4 separate regions of the Mus musculus genome follow, and regions 2, 3 and 4 are each linked to region 1. A link is a contact called in public promoter capture Hi-C data. All regions are on one chromosome and are shown on one strand. The core of a region is the stretch at or near the end of the contact, and the rest is flanking DNA. Distances in the headings are between cores, read along the strand shown. Region 1 holds the start of 1110002L01Rik (RIKEN cDNA 1110002L01 gene). Region 2 holds the start of Ncoa1 (nuclear receptor coactivator 1). Region 3 holds the start of Mfsd2b (major facilitator superfamily domain containing 2B). Region 4 holds the start of Itsn2 (intersectin 2).

What was found. Promoter capture Hi-C pulls out the DNA fragments that hold promoters and counts their contacts.
Region 2: a promoter capture Hi-C map of liver shows a contact between it and region 1, with 7 times the contacts expected there. The contact joins the promoter of Ncoa1 here to the promoter of 1110002L01Rik in region 1. A contact is called at or near these places in 2 of 39 promoter capture datasets (liver and pre-B cells).
Region 3: a contact with region 1 is called in a promoter capture Hi-C map of liver, with 5 times the contacts expected there. The contact joins the promoter of Mfsd2b here to the promoter of 1110002L01Rik in region 1. A contact is called at or near these places in 2 of 39 promoter capture datasets (both in liver) and 1 of 115 datasets of contacts at active chromatin or transcription factors (embryonic stem cells).
Region 4: a promoter capture Hi-C map of liver shows a contact between it and region 1, with 3 times the contacts expected there. The contact joins the promoter of Itsn2 here to the promoter of 1110002L01Rik in region 1.

What each region holds. Positions count from the first base shown.
Region 1 is chr12:3,425,375-3,428,852 of GRCm38.p6, reverse strand. It overlaps 1110002L01Rik (RIKEN cDNA 1110002L01 gene), which reads left to right and starts at 2,106. Exons shown (of 3, transcript NR_030694.1): 1 at 2,106-2,352. Asxl2 (additional sex combs like 2, transcriptional regulator) reads right to left here and starts at 1,996. Exons shown (of 13, transcript NM_001270988.1): 1 at 1,641-1,996. The coding sequence starts at 1,697.
Region 2 is chr12:4,475,373-4,478,507 of GRCm38.p6, reverse strand. It overlaps Ncoa1 (nuclear receptor coactivator 1), which reads left to right and starts at 1,326. Exons shown (of 23, transcript NM_010881.2): 1 at 1,326-1,736.
Region 3 is chr12:4,872,554-4,875,850 of GRCm38.p6, reverse strand. It overlaps Mfsd2b (major facilitator superfamily domain containing 2B), which reads left to right and starts at 1,492. Exons shown (of 14, transcript NM_001033488.2): 1 at 1,492-1,580. The coding sequence starts at 1,515.
Region 4 is chr12:4,591,506-4,594,949 of GRCm38.p6, reverse strand. It overlaps Itsn2 (intersectin 2), which reads right to left and starts at 1,942. Exons shown (of 40, transcript NM_001198968.2): 1 at 1,718-1,942. Gm3625 (predicted gene 3625) reads left to right here and starts at 1,219. Exons shown (of 1, transcript NR_169069.1): 1 at 1,219-3,444.

The sequences.
Region 1 (3,478 bases), core at 857-3,356:
TTGAATTCTGTAAGTCTCATTTAAAAAATAAACAAGGAGTCAGTCAGTGGTGGTTCATACTTTTAATCCCAGGACTTGGGAGGCAGAGGCAGGGGGATCTCTGAGGTCAAGCCCAGCCTGGTCTATAGCGTTTCAAGGCAGAGAAACCCTTTTTCAAAAAATAAATTAATAAACAAACAATCCAGGATTTTCGAGATTACTCAGTGGGTAACTGCGCTGGCCAGCAAGCCTGATAACCTGAGTTCGATCCTAAGAACCTACATCAACTCCTACAAGTTGTCCTATCACCTCTACATGCGTGCTCCATAGCCACGTACACACTCCATACATACATACACATACACATACACACCTTTTTAAAATTAATTAATTTAATGTATGCAAATACACTGTTGCTATCTTCAGACACACCAGAAGAGGGCATCCGATCCCATTACAGATGGTTGTGAGCCACCATGTGGTTGCTGGGAATTGAACTCAAGACCTCTGGAAGAGCAGTCAATGCTCTTAACCACTGAGCCATCTCTCCAGCCCCCACACACATCTTTTTAAAGAGAAAATAAAACGTATAATTCATAAAGGTTCAGTTATTAGAACCCACTATGTTGTCCACTATTAAAGAGGTTGAAATGCTACTAATGCTTGATGAAACTTCAATTTCTCCTTAAGGTTTCTTTTCTTCGTAAATACACGTTTTAAATTTTTCAAAACAATGTTTCTCACAAATACTCATTGCTAAATGACTTTTAAATTCCATATAACAAAATTGGAGTGAGGGGCACTAATCACAACTTCATTGGTCCGGTCCACTTTCACTTTAACTTAAAAAAGAAGAAAAGAAATGAAAAGAAAAGAAAAGAAAAGAAAAGAAAAGAAAAGAAAAGAAAAGAAAAGAAAAGAAAAGAAAAGAGGAGGGGAGGGGAGGAGAGAAAAGGAAAGGAAAGGAAAGGAAAGGAAAAAGGAAAGGAGAAAAAGAAAGCCAATAAACTACACGTCCCACCATGCATTGCAGCCTTACTCAGAGTAGGTCTCTACGGAAACAGAAAAAAAAATTCTGAGTCCCACCTGTTACTTCGTTTCTAAACACCTCCTGCACTTTCAGCTCTCACAGCAAACACAAAAGCCTCGTGACCTCACATTGGCTCCCGGAGCAAGATAAGCGGGGGCCCCGGTCTGGCAGCACCTCTGCCTCGACAGGAGAACGCCACCGAGCTCAAGCGCTCCCCTCTCCTTTCCGGGGCTGGAAGCACGCACAAACCGCCTCCTGTCTGCATCCAATCGGGGCTCTCCGAGGCGCACAAGGGAGAAGAACCGGTTACTGGGCAAGCACAACACACAGGGCCGAGACAAGGGGTAACAGTGTAGGGGCGACAGCGACATGACCCCGAAAGGCAACCTCACAACACCGAGGAGGTCCAGTCGTAGCCACCGCGAGAAGTCGCAGTCGCGCGACGGATTCCTCGCGCCGACGCCTCGGTCTCCTCACGGCTCTCCAACGCGCCCGTAACTGCCGCTCTCTGCGCGCGCTTTCCTGATCCTCAACCCGGTCGCGGGGCCAAGTGACCTCCCTTGCCTTGCGACGGGTGGCCGGCGAGAAAACGAACTCCTGCCAGCCTTTCTCTCTGCTCCCTCCTCCTTACCGTCTTGGCGGCCTCCGCCCAGGTCCTGCCCTTCTTCCTACGGCCCTTTTCCCTCATGTCGGTTCTGACTGACTGGGAGGCTTCCGTGCCCCGGCTCCGGCTGCGTTCCCTCGCCTGCTGCGCCCTGCACTGCTTTTCCCGCGGTGCCAGGAAAGGTGGGAGAAAGGGGAAGTCGGACCCGAGAAGCAACTCAGCGAGCAAGCGGCCGCGGAGGCGCGCAGTGGCGGGGGTAGGGGGCTCTACGGGGTGGCCGGTCCTGCTGCCGCTGCCACTGCTACCGCCGCTGCCATATTGGGTTCTTACTGTACAAGCAGCTTCTGTGGTCACGTGACCCCTGCCGCGCGGCCGTCACTACTGTACGCTGCAGGCCGCGCGAACGAGCGCGCACTTGCGCGCGCCCCCAGCCTCGGCGTCGGACCGGCAGGCTGCAGCAGTTAGCCACGCCCCTGCACTTCCGGTGTCTCCGCATCGAGCCCTTGCGCACGACGGAGGGCGGCCCATGGTCTGTGGGTCGGATGTCTGGCGGTCACACCCGCCGGGAAGATCTTCTGGCGGAAACAGAATCTGCTCCTTTCGGGAAAGGCTGATTGCGCGGTTACGTGCAGCGTGTGTTGAGGAGTGGCTCTGGAAACTTAAAGAGCCCGACGATCAAGTGATCTTGCCAACTACCGTTTTAATCAGCATGTTTTATTTTGTTGTGGTACAGGCTCAGGTAAGGCGGACCTTAAACTCCGAACTTCTGTCTCCCATTACTGGTAATTACAGGCATGCATCGTCTTGTCCTCAAGTTCATTTTTTACAAAGCTTATCTTTTTGAAGACGTACCGCGTGCAGTTCTTGTCTATTATTAATCTGATTAATAGATGAGACAGGTTAGATTGATTTACCAACTCTCTAGTATAGGATGTGAATATACCAAAAACTAAGTTGTTAGCTACCAAGCCTTGTCTCGCAAAGTAAATAGACCTTTTTTAGGCCAACAGAAACCACGTTTATGGCTCAGAGGATAAGTGCACTGACTATTCCGGAGGTTCTGAGTTTAATTCTCAGCAACCACATGGTGGCTCACAACCATGGGATCCGATGCCCTCTTCCGGTGTGTCAGCTACAGTGAAGACAGCTACAGTGTACTCATACATAAAATAAATATTTTTTAAAAAGGAGTTTAGAAATCGCATTGTGTTTTTACATGTGATTGGTATCATCAAAGAAGTATGTTTTATCTCCCTTGGCACAGAGCCTATATGTATCAGGAATCCGTTAAATATTTGTTGAATGGTTCAGCTATGTCTAGTCAAGAAACTATTCACTCTTCATAATGTCAGTAACACCCTCCTGAATATCCAGAACATTTTATCTCTGATTATCTGTTCTTGTAAACAACATAGAGGAGAATGCACAGCGGCTAGGGATGTGGCTCAATGCAAGCTCTCCGCCTCCCATGGGTACTGGGGATTGAGCCTGCAGGCTAGCATAAGCCTTCTACCACTCAGCTGTACTCCAGCCATTCTGTTGTTTTTACATAGGCAGCGTCCCCCTAAATTATCCAGACTGTTCTTGAATTCGTTCTGTAGCTTAGGCAAGTGTACACGGATTTCTATCTTCATGCACACCAGAAGAGGGCATCAGATCTCATTACAGATGGTTGTGAGTCACCATGTGGTTGCTGGGAATTGAACTCAGGACCTCTGGAAGAGCAGTCTGTGCTTTTAACCGCTGAGCCATCTTTCCAGCCCCCAGCTTCGGCAAGTTTTGACCTTGCAATCCAAATTATTCAGCCTCCATAGTACCGGGGATTGCAGGCCTTCACCATGAAGGCACATCTCTAGTGATAACCT
Region 2 (3,135 bases), core at 77-2,576, 1.1 Mb before region 1:
TGAGGACAGGAGCTAATCAAATGCACTAGGGTACTGACTTTGATAAGAATCAACGGAATGAACACAGGGATGGAAGGATGACTGCATAAAGGAAGGCTGAGTATGGTCTGCTGGCTGCTTTATAACTATGACCAAGACAGGAAGATGAAGGCAGCACAGGGCACTCAGCAGTAGTAGGGTGAAGGTACCTGCTTTGTGAAAGAAGTCACAGGCTGTCTCAGAGAGGGCCAGCGAGATGTCAGGTTTGACTTAGGGAAGGGACATGGAGGACTTAAGGATTTTCACAGGCTGCTTTGGGGCATCCAATGCAGGATGGGAAACAGCAGAAAACAGCATCACAAGTCAGCTAAATGAGGACAAGAACTCAGGGAAACAAAGATGACCGCACAGCACTTCCACGGCCAGAGAGAACAGTGAGTGGTACATTGCAGGTCTTGGGATAAGAGCTGCTTTCCAGATAAAGTGATCAAGGCTCAAGGAGCTGTCCTGTGGCTGCTTGATTCCTCCGGTGACAAGGAACACTACTTTTGAAAGTAGCATTTCCATTATAGAAGAAAAAAAAGGAGGTTAAAAAAAAAAAAGATGTGGGTCCCCCCTAGAGGGAAAAGATCTGTGAATGACAGACATTTTAGTCAATTCATGCAATTGTAGAGCCAGACACTGTCAGTCAGATCTTTTCATCTGCAAAAAGAAAGGGGGCAGATGATCTTTCTTTTCCGTTGTCTAATAGTCTGTGAAATCATCTAGGCAAACCACCTCTCAAATCTTACAGAACACAACACCAACAACAAAAACGAGGCCCGAGGGATGTCTCTTACTCAAAGTAAAACAACTCGCGAGTGGAAACAGGCCCAGGTCAGATTCCTCTGGGATCCCCAGGGCCTTCAGGTTGCTCCCCAACTTTCCCTAAACTATAAAGAACATCTAGAGGCCATAGGTCCCACAGCCCGCTCAGGGACGCTAAGGGACACTCTGGGGTTCGAGGCTTCCTGGCAGCAGAGAGAACTGCCCCGTGGGGAGGGTCCGTGCGGAAAGAGTTCGGGCCTCCTTTCTCACACTTCCTTAAGACTTCGGGCCCCGGCGTGCCTGCGGCCGGCAGAGGGCGCGGGGCGGCTTCACGCTGCGCGGGGCTGGAGGGGTCGCGCTGCCCGGGGCGCGCCGTCGGAGCCAGAGGGCAGCGGGGCTCTGGGCCTGTCCGCGGAGGGGGCAGGGGTGAGGGCGGAGCCGCGAGTGGGTGGGGCGGGGCTCGAGGGCGGGGCGCTGCGGGCGGGGCACGGGGGCGGGGCCGCGAGCGGGGGGGCGGCGGCGGCGGTGGCAGCGGCGGCAGCGGCGGCGGCGGCGGCGGCGGCAGCCGTGGAGGAGGAGAACATGGCGGCCGCGGAGAGCGGCTGAAATGCCTGTTCTTCAGGCCGGGCGAGCGGGAGACTGACGCGATTCACCTCGTCCTGTCGTCCGTCGGTCGGAGCGCGGCCTCAAGCCCTTCGGCTGCAGTTCGCTGCTGTTCCCTCAAGCACAGCTTGTGCCGGGGTGGTTCTGCATCCCCCTGAAGTGGGGGGACTCCTGCTCCGGAGGAGGGGGGCCGGAGAGCCGAGGCGGCGGCGGCGGCGGCGGGCCGCCTGGGCCCCGGGGACGGGCGCCGGGCCGGAGGAGCGGCGGAGTCCGCGGCGGCGCCGCCACAGTCGCGAGTGAGCGCGGCGCCGGGGAGCGCGGCCCAGAGGCGGCGGCGGCGGAGGCAGGTGAGTGGCGGCGGCGGTGGCGGCGGTGGCGGCGGTGGCGGCGGGAGCCTCGCGGTGGGTGCAGCTGTCACGAGCCGCGCGGCCGCGGCGGCCCTAGGGGGCGGGGAGCAGCCGGCGCCCTCCGTCCTGGCTTTGCTTGCTCTGGGACCCATCTCCCGCTGCCACTTTTCTCGAGTTCCCTCGCTAGCCTGGCGCGGCTGCAGGGGGCGGAGGTCGCAGCTGTCACGGCACCAGCTGGGGGCTGCTCGGGGCGAGCGGCGCGCTGCAGAGCGCCGTCCCTGCGGCGCACTCCAGTTGCCCTAGTTAGTGGAGTGCGAGCATCCGCGGAGGGCGCGCGGCCCGGGGCCGGGTGGGGAGCGGGCGCCCGGAGCCGCCGCCGAAAGGGGGAGCCGGAAGTAGGCGCGGGCGCCCCTCGGCCCCGACGAGCAAGCACGGTGACCTTGGCCAGCCTGTCAGCCTCTCTGAATCTTGTTCACTGGGACAGCGAAATGGGGGCGACCTAGGCATGCCTTTCTGTGGGTGCAGCTTTCGACGGCCCCTTTGCCTAGCCTGGCTGCACTTGCCTTTCTCCCTTTGGGACCAGGATTTCGGAGGTAGGAATGGGCGGATAAAGGAGATTTTCCTCTTGCGGCTGGAATTTGGTCCCTTTGGAAGGTTCTGCTGAAAGGACCTAGAAAGACAAGCAGCACACGTTGGTCCAACGATTGTAGGTAGGGCTGGTTAATGGTCAGTGATGGAACTTGAGCTCTCCATAGTCGCTTGGAAGAGACTCGGAGAAACTGGACACCGGGGTCCTCGGTCCTTACCACACCTCTGCGGTGGCTCGTTTAATTTTATTTGTATATACATTAAAACAAAACAAAACAAAACAAAAAGCAGTCACTCCCATGGGCCAGACACCCTGTAGTGTGACGTTGTTAGAGGAAGACGGAGGGATTGACTGTGTGTGACAAGGACAAGCCCAGGTGCTGTGGCTGAAGAGTTTGGTAGGGAGAGAAACTTTAAGCTGGGGAGTACGTTAGCCTTTCTGGCTCCTCTATCCTTATAGAGACACTGAAGAGGCGAGGCAGGTGTCCTTGTGGAGAAGGTGACTTCTCTTTTTTCTCTTTCCAAACAGTTAAGTTTTTAAATGTGAAGTGTGATGTTGGCGAGTAAAGAGTTCGTAGGTGAATCGCTGTCCCAGCACCCGATGATTGACAAGAGAAATGATGGTGATGATTTGTGAAGCATAATGCTTTTACTTCATGAAGAAATCTTTTAAGTGTCTGCATGGCAGTCCTGCAGTGAAGCCCAGACTATGTAGTAAAGTCGTAGGGGTGGATTTCAAGGGTTAAATTTGTTTGAGGTTTGCTTCCTCGCATGGAATTGGTTGGAGGTTAGTCTTGAAGAAAAAAAAAAA
Region 3 (3,297 bases), core at 243-2,742, 1.4 Mb before region 1:
CAGGTTCAAAGGTTTAAAGAGCAGGGAGGGGAGCAGTTGGCTCACTAAGCAAAGTGTTATCAGCTAACCTTTAGGCTGATTGGTCCTGGGTTAGGTAAAGGGGTTAGTGGATGGGTGCAGGAGAATTGCAGAGCTTTGGGATAGCAGCACAAGAATTATAACTTTTGGTTTATTAGTAGCAGCAACAAAAACCACATACGTACATGCAGTGCTCACATATGTATGTATGAGCTCATAGGGAGGTGCAGGAAGGGCTGCCTCATGGTCAGCTCTGACTCTAGCTATTTCAGATATAACAGTTAATATTGAACTTTGATGGCCATGTAATGCTTTGTGGAATTTCTTTTTCTTTTCTCTCTTTCCTTTTTATTTTTTAATCTCTTAAGATCAGCAAACCTCATATAGAACATTCAAAATATACAGAACAAAACACAAAACAGGGTATGTGGTTAGCATGGCCTTGAGCCAAGTCACTTCTCTGTGTTGGTGATTGACAGGTATGAAACAAAATGGCTAAAGCTATTTTGGGGGTGGGGTGGGGTGAGCAGACCATACCAAGCACACCGAGGAGAGGAATCCAAAGATCCAGTGGCCTCCGAAGTCCATCTCCAAGAGAATGTAACGCCGCAGCACATCAAAGTTGACACATTGGAAATCTTTCTCTTAAGTTGGCTGGCCCTAGCCGGGCGTGGTGACGCACGCCTTTAATCCTAGCACTTAGGAGGCAGGGGCAGGGGGATTTCTGAGTTCGAGGCCAGCCTGGTCTACAAAGTGAGTTCCAGGACAGCCAAGGCTACACAGAGAAACCCTGTCTTGGAAAAAAAAAAAAAAAAAGTTGGCTGCCCAGCCCCTTTACTCCTAGGAGGAATTTTTTGGGTTTTGGGTTTTTTTCCCCCCTTGGGGGTAGGGGTCGACTAATTTCTGGGACCCATTGTTTCAGTAGTCTGATAATACAAGGAAGGATAGTCACACTATTTTCTTGTTAGGTGTTTATACAGTGTGGTCTTTTGCCTTTTGAAAGTATGTCCTGGGTGAGCTATCACACCCACCACACTTCATTCACCCTCCAGGACTTGGTGGCACAGCTGTAGTTGCAAGTCCCCTATAGGAAAAGCCTGGGAAATGTGTAGTTCGGGCTGAGTCCACTCAGCCACAGTTTTAATCTGGACAAGTGAAGTGCTTTATTTAAATAGGTTTATTTGCTGGCTTTCACCCAAGGCGGGGTTAGCTGAGGGTTTCTGTCTACAACATGTCTGCCAAGAAACAAACAAGATCGTCCCTGAGGACTTGACCGCTTTTTCCCAGGTGTATGGAGATTGGAGTTCCTCCTTGGAGAGGAGGACCCGAAGCTTCGAGGTCCTGGGTATCCCCACACTGCTGCCTCAGGTGGCACGCGGCTACTAGAGCTCCCGGAGGGCGGGCTGCCTGCACAATGGGACCACGCCCACTTGGCCAGATCCACCCTCCCGATAGTGACTGCGCTGCGGCAGCAGTCGGAGCTTAACAGCCACGGGATGTCGGTGCCCCATGGACCCACCCCCGCTCCTGTCGCAGAGCCTCACACCCAGGAGCCAGGCTCGGTGAGCGTCAGGGTGGGAAGAGGGAAGCCGGGCTACTCAGCGCTCCCAAGAGCAGGGAAGAACCTACCACAGCACTTTGTCCAGTTGTTGGGTAGTGTGTGGTTTGGCGCCACTGGGACACCCCAGAGAAAATAGGAAGGCATCCCAAGTCCTAGTGTGAAGTAACACAGCTTTATTCAAGTAGGCAGGCTGGAAGGACCAGATCTCCAGTGTCCTGACTGCAGATCCTCCTGGAGGCTTCTTAGCCCAGCGAAGGGAGCTGCCTCCTTTCCCCAAACTCCTGGTAGCTCCGGTTGACTTAGCCTCCCTCCGAAATTGTGGTGCTCGCCAGGTACCAAGTTCTCCTTAGAGGATTCTCCGGATGCCCAGGCAGGGGCTTGAGAGATTTGGGTAGAGGGGAGATGGGAACCCAAGGTCCTTAGACCCTCTGCGTTCTCTTCGTGGCAAAAAGTGGCCCTCAGTTGGGAGACCCCGTGCCTAGGTGTGCCTGTAGTCTCAGTACCTGACTGGGGAGGCTAAGGCAGGAAGATTTCTTGATGTTCTGGGAAATATAATTAGAGCTATCGCCTTAACAGTTAGGAAAAGTGGATGAGTAAGAGACATGGCCCGGTGGCTGCAGATCTCAGATGGTAAGATGGTACTGGGGGTGGGGTGGGACCTCACCTCTCCCAGAATTTAGAGAACTGAGGTGATATGTGATATTAATGGAAAAAGGAAAAGAAACCTAAGACTGCCATGAAGCAGCAGTGTTTGACTACGTTAATAATGCTATGAGGTGCATGTCTTCATTTTGCTTATCAAGCAACAAGTTCCGCAGGTCACACAGCCAGTTTGTTCGCTCCATGTAGTGTAGTGTAGATTCCATGGACTCTATGGGGCTGATGGGGTAAGGAGACCCAGCATCACTCAGTGTGTGAGTCTGTCTCATGTCAGTTTCAGCTGGAGTTTGTTGTAACGGCCTTTCTATTATCTCAAACCTCCACAGGCCCATTTAGGGTAAACAAGAGACTCATTAAAGGATGGGAATCCGCTCACACTGGATTCTGCCTGTAAAGTTTTTCTGGCAGTTGCAATGATGTCCACACAGATGTCAGAAGAAGAATACATCCAGCCTTGAGTGTGGTTTTTCTCCTAGGGTAGGAAATGTGTGAAGTTTGTGATATGCCTTATCTAGGAAGACCTTTCCCTTCCTCACAGCCTGCCTGTGGTGGTGTCTACAAGATACTGAAATGGACGAAGTCCACACTCCCTCCCACCCCACTCTGCCCCCAAAGGATGAAAAAAATAAAATGATTCCTAGCCTTAGTTGAAGATTACTTTACAGCATCCTCATAGCCATTCACTGCTTAGAAACATTGAGCACCTACTGTCCGCTTGGGAACTAGAGGCTCCACAGTGAGTGAAAGGGCTTACTTACATAGCGCTGGGGAGGGGTGGGAAGTAATCGAGAGTATACCAGCCAGCTGGGCAACCTGGGGTGTCAGGAATGCCTCTAAACTCATACCCGAATGGTGAGCAGTCAGCTCTTAAAAGACACAGACATACTTTCCAGAGAAAAAAAAGCAATGGTCTCAAGGGGTTTGAACAATAAGAAACTCCCACCAACAACAAAAAAAAAAAAAGCTATTGAAAGGAGAGGCAGAATAGACGTGGAGTGGGCTCCTGCAGGCTGTCTTGAGGACTTGGGCATTCGCTAGACAAGAAAGGCAAGTTGTGG
Region 4 (3,444 bases), core at 693-3,192, 1.2 Mb before region 1:
ATACTTATTTAAATATAATATTAGTAAGTGCTCTATAAATGACCACCATGGGAGATACACTGTGATACTAAAGGAAGTTTAGTGGGTGATGCACAATACATATTTTTTTATCAGAAGGATGGAACTCTGTGAAACTCTAGATTGAAGATGAATCAAAACTAAATATCTTGAGATTTCATGCCCCTGGTAGCAGACAGCATGCTGAGAATATGTAAAATGGTCGTTTTACTCCTTAATACACACACACACACACACACACACACACCTCTAAAATTTCTAAGATTATATAAAAAAATGTCCACTTTGTATAGGATAAAATGACCAAAATAAATTCTTGAAAAATTCTCTAAGTTTGGGCAAAAGGTGTGTGTTACTCTGTTTTTGTAAAAATGCATTTTTAAAGTACAAATCCAATCCCCTGAATGTACATATCTCCTCACACTCAGGAAATATCGGGATTTGAGCCTTTGGATATGTTGAACATTTTTTTAACTTCGTTAAATGGTTACCAGCATTACTTGGAACAGCAGCAGCACACCAGTCATAAGAATAACCGCCAACGTAATGGCAAGCACATAACTGAATTTTGCAGGCCTCCCATCAACTTGTATAAATGTTGTAGGCCATGTTTCTAGATTGCTTTTAGGTTTTAGCACTGGATGACAATACAGCAAACCGTGAAAGGGAAGTTAGCAATTTCTCAAAGGCTTAAGCACCTAGTTTGGCCTCCAGTCTGTACTACCTAAACTAAGCTAACAACACAAAATTCCAAGTGACACCTTGCGTCCCCTGAGGAAGTAGGAAACGCCGTGAAACAGACAAGAAGCACGGAGTACGGCAGTAATTTCTGTGTCAACTTGAATTCCTATTGTAAAGTAGCTGGGTCTATCCAAAATGTTCCTGTTCGTTATGAATGCAAGTTTCAAATGAGTGTATTTGCCACGGACAATCACTGAATAACACAGAGCATGACCAATACCTGCAAACAGTGTCTTTCAGCAGAATGAAACTTGCAGCCTCGGTTTACCTACTCACTATGCACTTGTAGGTGCCTCTTCTCCCTTAAATAAGCAGTGAACTTTGGCTACAGAGACTCCTCGCTGTGCTTCCTATATATACCCTAGAAATGCATAATGCAGAAGTCAGCGCTTAACAGTTCTCAACTTTAGCTGTTATAACGCGAGCAGTGGACGCCAAGCATCCGCCCACTGTCCTCTCGTGACTCCGGCTACTTTGACGCACCGGGATGCGGCTCACCTGACACTCTGCAGCAACCCTGACCAAGGAGGAAAAAGAAAAGAAAGGAAGAAAGAAAGAAAAGAAAAGTCAACTAAGCCAAAATAAAATAGGTCCCCAAGGCAACGCGCACCCAGCCCAGATGCCCCTAAGGAAAGCCCGGAACCCGGTCGCCACCAGCGATAGGCGGAGGCCGTCACCTGCCAAGCGAGGCCGCGGCAAGGGGCCCGGGCTTCCCGGCCTCTGAGAGGAGCGGCCCGCCCGCCCCGCGGCGGAGGCAGGAACCCCGGGGCCGGAGGTTTCCGCCCGGCACGGCCGTCCTCGGCCGGGGCCTAGGGCGGGGGCCGCACGCGCTTCCGAGGACTGAACCCGGCGGTGCGCGGCGCGCAGCCCCCTCTGCCCGGCCCGTGGAACCCCGGGGGCGGCGGCGGCCGCACCTGCCCCGCGCCCCTCGGCCGCGCCGACGGGCGGCTTCACCCACCTGGCGCCTCGCGCACGTCCCGGCGCGACCCCGCGCGCTCCTCGACACCGGCGCGTGGGCGCGGCCAAGCTCCGGGAAGACCCTGCCGTGCCGCGGCCGCCGCCGCCGGGTCAGTCGTCAGGCCGGCCGCAGCGAACCTGTTGCGCAGCCTGTCACGGCTGCTGGGCTCTCAGCCGGCGCCGCCTCAGCCCCACAACAACATGGCGGCCGCGGCCTCCGCAGGAAGCCGGGGGGCGGGGAGGCGAGCGACGGGCGGGCAGTGACGGCCCGCCCGCCTAGCCGCGGGACACCTACTCCTCACCGTGGGGAGCGTGACACTGCGTGGCGCTCCTCCTCGCCCCCGGAACCGTGGAAGGCGTGGGCCGAAATGCTTCTCCTCCCGCCAGGTCCCGAAGCTCCGCGGCTGACAGCCCTTCCAGGAGCTGCCAAGACCCCCCACCTGGCTCCTCCTCTTCGAGGTGACTTGCCGGGGACTGGGTGGGACATTTCCTGCCACAGGACCCTAAGGTTTTGGAAAGGGCCAAGAGATGTCCAGGACATCCCCGTTGGACCACACATGGAGCTTGCTGTCTCTCAAGCTGGAACCTTCTTATTCACTGAAGGTCTCTTCGTTAACATGTGAGCAAGCCTTTCCTGAGAATGGGGAAGTTAGAGGTGCAAAGGAGTTGCCTCCACCTTTGCTGCAGATCCTTCTCAAGGACTCTCCTTAAAGGATTTTACCACACCCAAGAGTTAGCTGTCCATTCACCATCACACACACACACACACACACAGAGAGAGAGAGAGAGAGAGAGAAAGAGAGAGAGACAGAGACACAGAGACAGAGACAGAGACAGAGACTGAGAAAAAGCATCCCTCTGTTCACACACAAGAGCAAGCTCATGACAGACAGGAAGACCGTCCCGGACTTTTCTGCTTGCAGAAGCTAAACATCCTTACCCATCTAATAGGAGAAACTCATACTTAGAACTTATTTCTATTCTGTGGTTTCCTCACTCAAATCACCATTCTTTATCTGCTGTTTGACAGAGGCAACAGCACCCCCTGGACAAAAAAAAAGCTTTCTTAAGGTTGAGGATGAGGAAATGATGGTCCCTAATGGGCAAAATGGGAGTGTAAGGTTTCCATGGAAGGAAGTGTACTGAGATGCAAAACTCATAACGTAAACTGGTGCGTGCCTGTAACCCCTGCACACAGAGAACGAGTCGCATCAGTCTGACTGCTGAGAAGGATTGTGAATTTGAGGTCAGTCTAGGCTATATAAAAATTGTTTTTTAAAAATCCCATAAATAAATGGATGTTTTCAAACATTAGTATCCCTATGATTTCAATTGAAATGTGAGAGATATGTGTAGATCAGATGACCCCAGGCTTCACTGACCCCTGTTGGGGCTGATGCAGATAGAAAGTCTGACTTGAAAGAGATTGCGGAGATGCTCAGGGCCAACTGAACTGGACAACCAACTCTTAGGAGGAATTTAGCAAACATTGATGGTGATAAACAGGGTTTTCTTGCTCTCACGGTGTTTTCTTAACTCTTCAATTAGCCCTTGGCTTGCATTTTGGTGTTCGGGACTTGGTAACATTCACCTTGCCTTCTTTCTGTTGAGGTTGCTGGATCCTTGAGAGGAGGGCGGTGGGACGCAGGTGCATTTAAAGGCCTCCCTTGAAGAAACTGCAGAGCTATCAGAAATTGGAGTTCTGTATGTCTGCCTGCAGTATCCCAA